Linked DNA regions of Mus musculus: region 1 is linked to region 2. Evidence: chromatin contacts called from public HiChIP or PLAC-seq data. All regions are on one chromosome and are shown on one strand. The core of a region is the stretch at or near the end of the contact, and the rest is flanking DNA. Distances in the headings are between cores, read along the strand shown.

The links. HiChIP or PLAC-seq counts read pairs in DNA pulled down with a chosen protein or histone mark.
Region 1: an H3K27ac HiChIP or PLAC-seq map of T-cell acute lymphoblastic leukemia shows a contact between it and region 2, with 8 times the contacts expected there. The contact joins the enhancer-like site here to the promoter of Fut4 in region 2. A contact is called at or near these places in 10 of 39 promoter capture datasets (the 3T3-L1 cell line, the C10 cell line, HPC-7-derived erythroid cells and 4 more), 1 of 484 Hi-C or Micro-C datasets (palatal mesenchyme) and 2 of 115 datasets of contacts at active chromatin or transcription factors (T-cell acute lymphoblastic leukemia and stem cell-derived neural progenitor cells).

The regions. Positions count from the first base shown.
Region 1 is chr9:13,892,636-13,896,430 of GRCm38.p6, forward strand. No RefSeq gene overlaps it. Among named protein-coding and RNA genes, the nearest start is that of Fam76b, 67 kb to the left of the region's middle. Within about 2 kb of position 2,061, at least 90 of the 459 cell types and tissues checked have an H3K27ac peak or open chromatin away from gene starts, as enhancers often do. A contact at or near this core is called in T-cell acute lymphoblastic leukemia, where this site is marked.
Region 2 is chr9:14,749,629-14,754,002 of GRCm38.p6, forward strand. It overlaps Fut4 (fucosyltransferase 4), which reads right to left and starts at 2,494. Exons shown (of 1, transcript NM_010242.3): 1 at 1-2,494. The coding sequence starts at 2,368. The coding sequence ends at 1,067.

The sequences.
Region 1 (3,795 bases), core at 811-3,310, 860 kb before region 2:
TGTATATATGTGATGTGTATCTGTGTGTTGAAAGGGCTCCTTCACCATCTCTTAAAGACTCACCAAGACTCCCAGCTTTTTTGTCATCCAATACATACTTATTATTATGTATTGAATTAACTTGAAGTGACAGATAGCTATTTTATTAGACTATCACTGTGAATCAATCATATTAAAATGCTGCTGGCTTGATCGATTTGATTCCTTCAAACTTTGGGTCCTCTTCAGGCCAGAGGTTTTAGGAATTAGGAGAGTACACTGTCTTGAGTCTGAGATTGCTTTCTGTTAGGAGACAAGCCGGAATGGGAAGAAGTAACTTCTACAAAGCGCCCAGTGGCTGCTGTCTGACTGGGGAGGGGAACAGTGGGGTTCATTGTGTGGTGAAGGTTTTGTTCACTGGTGTGAAGGAAGGGGTATGTCTCTGGAGGATTCTGCAGCATTTGGTGAGCACTGAGAAGGTGCTCCGAGCACTTTCTGATGGAGCTATTGAAAAGTCAGCGTTACAAGGCTGCACCCCTTTCTCTAGTAATGAAAATAAACGCAGCCCTGGCACACAGGCTGTAATCTGGAAATGGGTTTCAGAAATCCACTCTACTGAGTAAATGGGCTATTACAGCCCATCATTATGGAGGCCAGGAATGTACATAGACTAGAGAGAGGCGGGAGTGGAGCAAGAGGAGAGGGGAGTTAACCATTTCAAGATGTGATAGACTAGAAAGTTTAGCCTCTAAGTTTTCATCTGCCTAATGTTCTTATTGACAGCTAAAAAAAATCTCAAAAACTGTGAGGGATTGAGCTTCCCCCCCCCCCCACATATAAGTGAATATATTAGCTGGGTAGTTTCTTAGATGCTTTTCACAGAACATACAAAACTCTTTGGGGTAAAACAAAGGATGTTATTACTCAGAGTACTCGAAATAGGTGGAATATCAGAATAATAATATGAGGAAAGAGAGAGGGGGAGAGAGAGGGAGGGAGGGGAGGAGAAGAAGGAGAGAGAGGGGGAGGGAGGGAGGGAGGGAGGGAGAGAGAGAGAGGAGGGAGAGGGAGGGGGAGGGGGAGAGGGAGAGAGGGAGAGGGAGAGGAAAGGGGGAAGAGTGGGGAGAGGGAGGAGAGGATGGAGAGGGGAGAGAGAGAGAGAGAGGAGAGAGAGAGAGAAAGAGAGAGAGAGAGTTTACTAAGCTGGAATAGCAGCAGTGTAGACTGTGAAGAGGTATGGGCAACATCTGCACGTGGAGTAGATTATTTAACAGGAGGGGGTCTTGAGCATTATGAACCTTAACCCATTGTGATGGGTAGTGAGCACTTCTTTCCTTTACAGGTTCAGGGTACCCTTTCTTTGGAAAGACAGCTCAACAAAGGTCAGTGTTTGTACTAACAAGGGTTAGGGTTAGGATTGAGGTTAGGGTTAGGATTAGTGCATCTTTTGGAAAACTGTCCTCAACAGAGAGCTCATAGATGTCTGTGGTATCTATGCCTATTGAGGCTCCTCCATCTGAACTGCCACATACTATATCTCACCACCTCCCATTTCTGCTTTCACCCCAGGCTTGGAATTAGGCATGGCATCTTTATTTTCATGCAGTAGGACCCTTGAGGAACGAATGCCATGCTCTTTGCAATTGTGAAGTTAACAGAGTAATCCGGGAAAGGGAAATAACTGGCCTGAGAGCGAGGGAAGGCAGTGAGCCTGGCTGCCCCAGCTATGGGAAGGAGAAAATCACTAGGTGCAGGGAGAGGCAGCATGTGGGGTGCAACAGGCAAATCAATGAGGGACCACAGGCTTGCTCTGCAACTCCTCTAATAAAGGTGATGTATTGTGATAGACAGTTAACTGACAGGTTGACACCCACTGTTGGTGACAAGCAGGTTGACAGTAGAAAGCCAACGAGAAAGAAACGAAAGGGGGAGAGATAGGAGGCATCCCACATGGTTTAAGTGTAACTGCGTTTGTTATTTTTTCTCTTGAATATTTTTAATCCATCACTCCAAGCGCGTCAGGGACAGCTCTCTGTGTCGACTTACAAGAAATGAAAGTGTGAGTCACAGGATGCTGGTAAGGCTAAGGCTCTGGAGGAAGCTGCCAGAGAGAAAAGAAACCAAGCTTGCACACACAGAGGTAGCTGCAAAGATAAAGATCCTTGCTTTAGGAAAGTCCCTCGAATGTAGTGAAACAAAACATGTTATGTAAAGGTTGAATGTGAAGATTCTGTCTACATTTTACAGAGAAACTTAATCCCGCTTGTTCTTAGGTGAGGTTGGAAACTCTACGGGCACCAGCACAGGAGAAGGGGACCCTCACTCATCCCGGTAGACACAGGAGGTAGTGTCTTCGAGCCTATTCTTCATGGAGCTTTTTAATTTCCTCAGCATCCACACAGGGCTTGACCAACTCTTGCTAACAGCACAGTAGACAGAAGGATGAAAGTGAATGATATGCCCTGAACTTGATCAGTCTGTCCCGATGTACAGTGACGTTCCATTCAGTTGACAGAGCTGAACGAGTCCTTCATGAAACCCAGGAACCCAGCGACTGGGGAAAATAAAAGTATTTGTGTTTAGGCATGTACTGCTCACACAGGGATGGTGGGGACACCTGCTTTGAATCTTTCATGCGGTAGGACTTTGTCCTACATGGGAAAGGAAGTTTGCTGAAGACACTGCCCCACAAGTCCTTTTATGGGGGGTTTGTACTCTGCTATGTTTAATTAGCAGCTAAATTTCATTATAGAACACTGTGGACTTTTCTCAGGGATTTAGATGTGAGATCCAGCATTCCTGAAGGTCAGCCGCATGATCCTGTGGATGTTCCAGAATCTGTGAATATGATAAGGTTGGATCACAGATTAATTAATAACTGTAGATTGTAAGTCACATCCCAGTCTACTCTTCTTTCCCAAGGAAAGGATGACTCAAGTTAGCACTAATCAAAAAAAAAAAAAAAAAAAAAAAAAGAATTCTAGGTAATTTTCTTTTTATCTCAAACTCCCAGTATCCTCTGGTCCCCGCTGCTCTGATTTGGACAGCATCCTTCCCTCTTCGTGGTTTCTCCGTATGGCGTATGAACATGACCATTAACCTCACACAGATATGGTTCAGTAACTACTGCCCTACTGTCTTCTCTGAGGACTGGCCTTGTAAATGTCAGCTGTCTCAGCCTGGAGCCCTCTCAGGTTCAGGATCTGTTACTGTGAATTGTGCCTGTTCAGCTGGCAAGCATAAACAGATGCTGAATAGTCCTTTGCGTTTGCTTGAAGACAAAGCCAATGATGACAGTGAAGGCCTTCTGCAACAGCTTATTACAAGTAAGAGAAGCAGGAAATTTATTCTGCAGGTCCCCTCCTTCCAAAAGGGCTTCTCTTATGCATTTAACGCCAGAGAAGCAGAGGAGGGAACCGCATCCTTTGTGATGTGCAGAGAACATTTCTACTTATGTATTCCATCATTGTGTGAAATCCAGCATGCCTTAAGCCGTACTCTCCATTTCCCCCATCACAGCAGCGCTTCTGATTAGTGTTCCTATTTCAGATTTATTCCCACAAGCTTCCAAAGCACAAAACCCCTGAGTCATTCCTCGCTCCTGCCTCCTCCACACACCCATATCCAATCACTAATCAAGTCCTGTTGTTTCTGCCTTCAGAATAATTTTCATATCTTCCTTTTTCCGTTGCCATGGATACCATCGAATCTCCCCTTTTGCTTCATGCCTGGACAACCGTGGTAACTTCTGGAGTCTCTTGACTCCACTCCAGCCCTTCCACAGCTGCTGCAGGACTGACTGCTCTTGCTATGCCA
Region 2 (4,374 bases), core at 1,244-3,743:
CAGACAACTAATCGTAATAAGCACTAGCTCAGCTCCATTGAACAAAACCTGGACAGAACCCAGCCAACCACAGACAGACTCCACTAAAGCTTTCCTTTTCCTTGTGCACAAACTCAGAGTCCACCAAAATCTTTACTGTTCTCTCTGCACAGCAGCCATCGCTGCTGAAGAACTCACATTCCAGGTTAAATTTCAGCCCCAACAGAGACACAGAATAAGCACATTTGTGGACAACATGTCGCCATTTATGTCTCTTCCATTCGTAAGCACTGGCTGGGAAATGAGTGGGAAGATTGCTTGTGACTCTTCCATATCGGTGTTTTTTAATGTTTTCCCAATCCAGGTCGTGGGAAGCTCTAAAGACAGAAGAAGTAATTAGAAGACGGTCATTCACATTGTAAAGGGACTTTTCACTTTTCATTCATTTCTACTAAGTACTTTCACTCTTTTGGGACCCTGAATTTGGGGTGTCACTTCATGCAGCTTTTCAGGAGAAGGATTCTAGCAGGAAGCGAGGTGCACCCAAGTCTTCATCTTAATTTTCCTCTGAAGATAATCTTGACTCTTGTTTCTATTCACAGGGCTGGGGACACACATGGCTGGTGAAGGAACTCAATGGCTTCTTGTCTTTTCCAGGTTCAGACGGTTTGAGGAATCCAACCACCAAAGAAAACCCCACCTGTGGGCACAATCCTTCCACTATCTCATACCCACCGGCTTTCAAAAACCTGTGGTCTGCTCTTCATTGTTCCAAGCAACCATGACCAGAGAACAAATATGTCTAAACTTTAGCAGCCACATGGGCACCTGATAAGGCCTGTGGCCAGGATAGGCCACTTCTTCACATGGGTGACAGGTAAGGAAGGGCCAGCCTCCTTCACCCAGGACACCGCAGCCCCTTACCAGAAAGCCAGACCACCTCTCTGTAAAAAAGCCACGAGGGCCTGGGAATTTTCCCACCCTTGTGCTAAATAATATTAATTGGTAACTCATCTTCACATAAAGAAAAATTGGGTATTTAGAAAACGCAGCCAAGGCGATGTAGTCAGTTCACAGCAGAATGGCCTCATCGCTGGAACCAGTCTGCCAAGTTGTGGATGCTCTTGGGCTGGTCCCCAGAGGTCTGCACAGCTTGGCATGTCCGGCACCATTGCTCATCCCAGAAAGAGGTGATGTGCACTGCAAAGCTCCGGCGCCAGCGGAAGTAGCGGCGATAGACAGCCACGTTTCGGTCGAGAAAGAGCAGGTAGGCAGCCAGGGAAGCAGCATTAGGGAAATCGTCCACGTGGATGAAGGCGCCACGAGGCACGAAGCGCTCATAGTTGGCACGATCTGGGCCGAGCACCACTGGCACGGCCCCAGCCAGAAAGGCATTCCGCCACAGCTTCTCGGTGATGTAATCCACGTGCCGTGAGTTCTCAAAGGCTAGATAAAACTTGTAGCGGGCCACAGTGTGCAGCAGCCCGATGGCTGGCACTGGCCGTCCGGGTCCCGTCCGACCAAACACGTCCACAGACACGTGCCGACTCAGCTGGTGGTAGTAACGGACCCGTGCCTGGTGCTCGTTCCAGTTGCTCACAACCCAGGCCACCAGTCCTCGCTTGCGGGCCAGCTGGGGGCCCAAGCCTGAAGGCTGTTCAGTTGGATCGCTCCTGGAATAGAGGAAGCCATAGGGCACGAAGACATCCGAGTCGGTCCGGTAGGACAGTGTCCAATTGAAGAGGTCCTTGGCCAAGCCCCGCAGCCCTGGAGTATGGGAGGGCGATTCGAAGTTCATCCACACCCACCTCTGCCCAGGGGGACGAGAACCTACGGTCTCCAGGGCTTTGCCAGTTAGCGTCACTGCTCCCTCCTGGTCGTCGAACACGCGTAGTACCAGCGCCTTATCCGTGCGTTCTCGGGCGCCCCAGGGCGGGGGCCAGTCGTGGAGTTCCTTCACCAGGTCGCGGTGGTGGAACAGCACTGCCTGAGCCTCCCCGTAGGCCGCGCGGTCGGTGAGCAAGCGGCAGCCGCTGATGTTGAAGCGCAGGCTGCAATCGGGGGGAGACTTGGGGTAGCCGCCGCGCCCCCTAAAGGGTTCCCACCAGAGCAGCACACCCACCAGGCGTTGCGGAGCTGGGGACGCCCAGGGCAGTGGCGGCAACTGTCCCCAGCAGATGAAGGTGGTCAACGCGGTGCACAGTAGTCCCACTGCCGCCAGCGAAGAGACGCTCCGGGGTAGTCCCCAGCCTCCACACCGTGTGCGACGCCGGTACCCCGGCGTCTCCATGTGGCGTCCACGAGTGGCCACCGCGGCTCGCCACGCGTCCACCGTCCGTGAGGGGCGGCACCGGCTCTCATGCTGTAGCTCTTGCCGGGCCGGAGCCATGGAGGGGGCGGGCGGGGCATCGGCGGACCCACGGGCGGTGCCTCGCCCCTCCCAAGTCCAGGATAAGGTGAGCCGGGCCGGCAGCCCTGGCCCAGCGCCACCCTGACCCTTCCAGACACTGTTCTCCTAGCCCTGCGGGCCCGGCCTGGGGCGTTTCCTGCTGCGCCTGCGCTGGCTGTCCTGCCCAGCCAGGGCTCTTGGACTCCGAGAAACAGCGCCCCGCTGGCGCCTCACCTGGGGTCGTGGCCTCTTGCTGCGCCTTCGTTGTTCCTGCGCCTAGGCTGGCAAACCCTCGCCTTGCACTGGATACCTCCCCCAGAAGCCTCGAAGGGGTGGTGGGGTGGGGGTGCGATCCCACTGTAGAACTCAGAGCAGAATCAGCTTCCTTATTTCACTCTGCCTGGCCAACGACGCCCCTGGGGGGAAGAGGGGGAGGGAGGGAGGAAGGGAGCCCTAGAACAGCTGGAATGTAGTCAGGACAAAACAGGTCAGCTGTGGAGTCAGACACCAGCTGGGGCAGTGTGACTGGTCCTAAGAACCAGCATCCTCTGAGAGAATTATGTGTCAGTGGCCTTTCCAGACCAACCAACCCCTACCCTTTCTTTTTATTCACAGAAGCTATGGTTGTAATTCAGATATGAACCAAAGATGTGAGACCAACAAAGTATTGCAGGGCTAGCTATGCAAGCCTACCATCAGTATCACATGACATAGCCAGAAATGGCCACTTCATGCTGTTTTTTTTTAAGATTTATTTATTATTATATCTAAGTACACTGTAGTTGTTTTCAGATGCACCAGAAGAGGGCGTCAAATCTCATTACGGATGGTTGTGAGCCACCATGTGGTTGCTGGGATTTGAACTCAGAACCTTTGGAAGAGCAGTCCGTGCTCTTAACCACTGAGCCATCTCTCCAGCCCCACTTCATGCTGTTAGTGCATTACTGAAATGATCTGTCACTATCTGTTCCTTATGAGAAAGTGACTGGGTATCAAAAGACTGTGACTATGGGAATAGCTTACTGTGACCTTTAGACACTCCATAGGCTTTCAGTGGAAAACAGTAGACATGTATGTGTTCATCAGAATTCAAATTCCACCGAATTAGGTCACTAAGGTTGACTTATCCTGGAGCAGCTGTACATTCATACAGTAATGGCCAGGGAGATTTGGATTGGTTTTAGAACCTTTTCAAGATTGAAGAGATAGAAATGATCCCATCTAAATTTCATGGGATAAAAATGGGAAGAAAGTAGTTCCTTCAAAGATAGTGTGAAGTGCTACTACCTAAAGAAGAGTTAAGCAGAAATGTGCCTCGCCCCATAAATAAGGCAATACTAGTAGACGATGAAGAGGCTGCACTGATGGTGCTCTCAATCTCCTTGGGAATCATTCTAATTTAGTAACAAGGAGGGACTTTATAGTTAGAGGTCTCCTGTTTCACAGAGCATTGCTCAGGGGGAATCAGCTTTCAATTCTCTGTGTAAAGATAACAGCAAGGTCAGCTATAAAGGAAGACTGTTTGTATGCTAAGGTTGTGTAGATAAATGCCCTATAACTCAACGGTCAGGTGGAGGGAATCAATTCACAATTTGCAAAGGTTGTCTGTTTGCCTCCCATTTCGTATAGGCCCAGGCTCTGTGGGGAAAGGAGCCAGGAGAACTGTAATTCCTAAATTCAAACTCATTCTTTATTCTTCCTCCATGGAAATAGTTCATTTGACTTTTCTATTTGTTTTTGGTTTATGATGTATGGTCCCATGGAGCCCAGGCTGGTCTCAGATTTACTAGGCCTCCAAGGCTGATTCTCCTGCCTCAACTCCATGTGCTGGGGGGTTACAGGTGCATGCTGCCATGCCTGGATGGAGAGAATTTGAACCAAGACCACAACACTTCTTCCTAAGACTACCTTGTGTTCCTCACCAGAGAGAGCTGGTGTTTCCTAAGGGAAGCCCCAGAATATGTTCTGATGGCCTCAGTCTGTACCCAAACTCTGTGAGAGTCTGA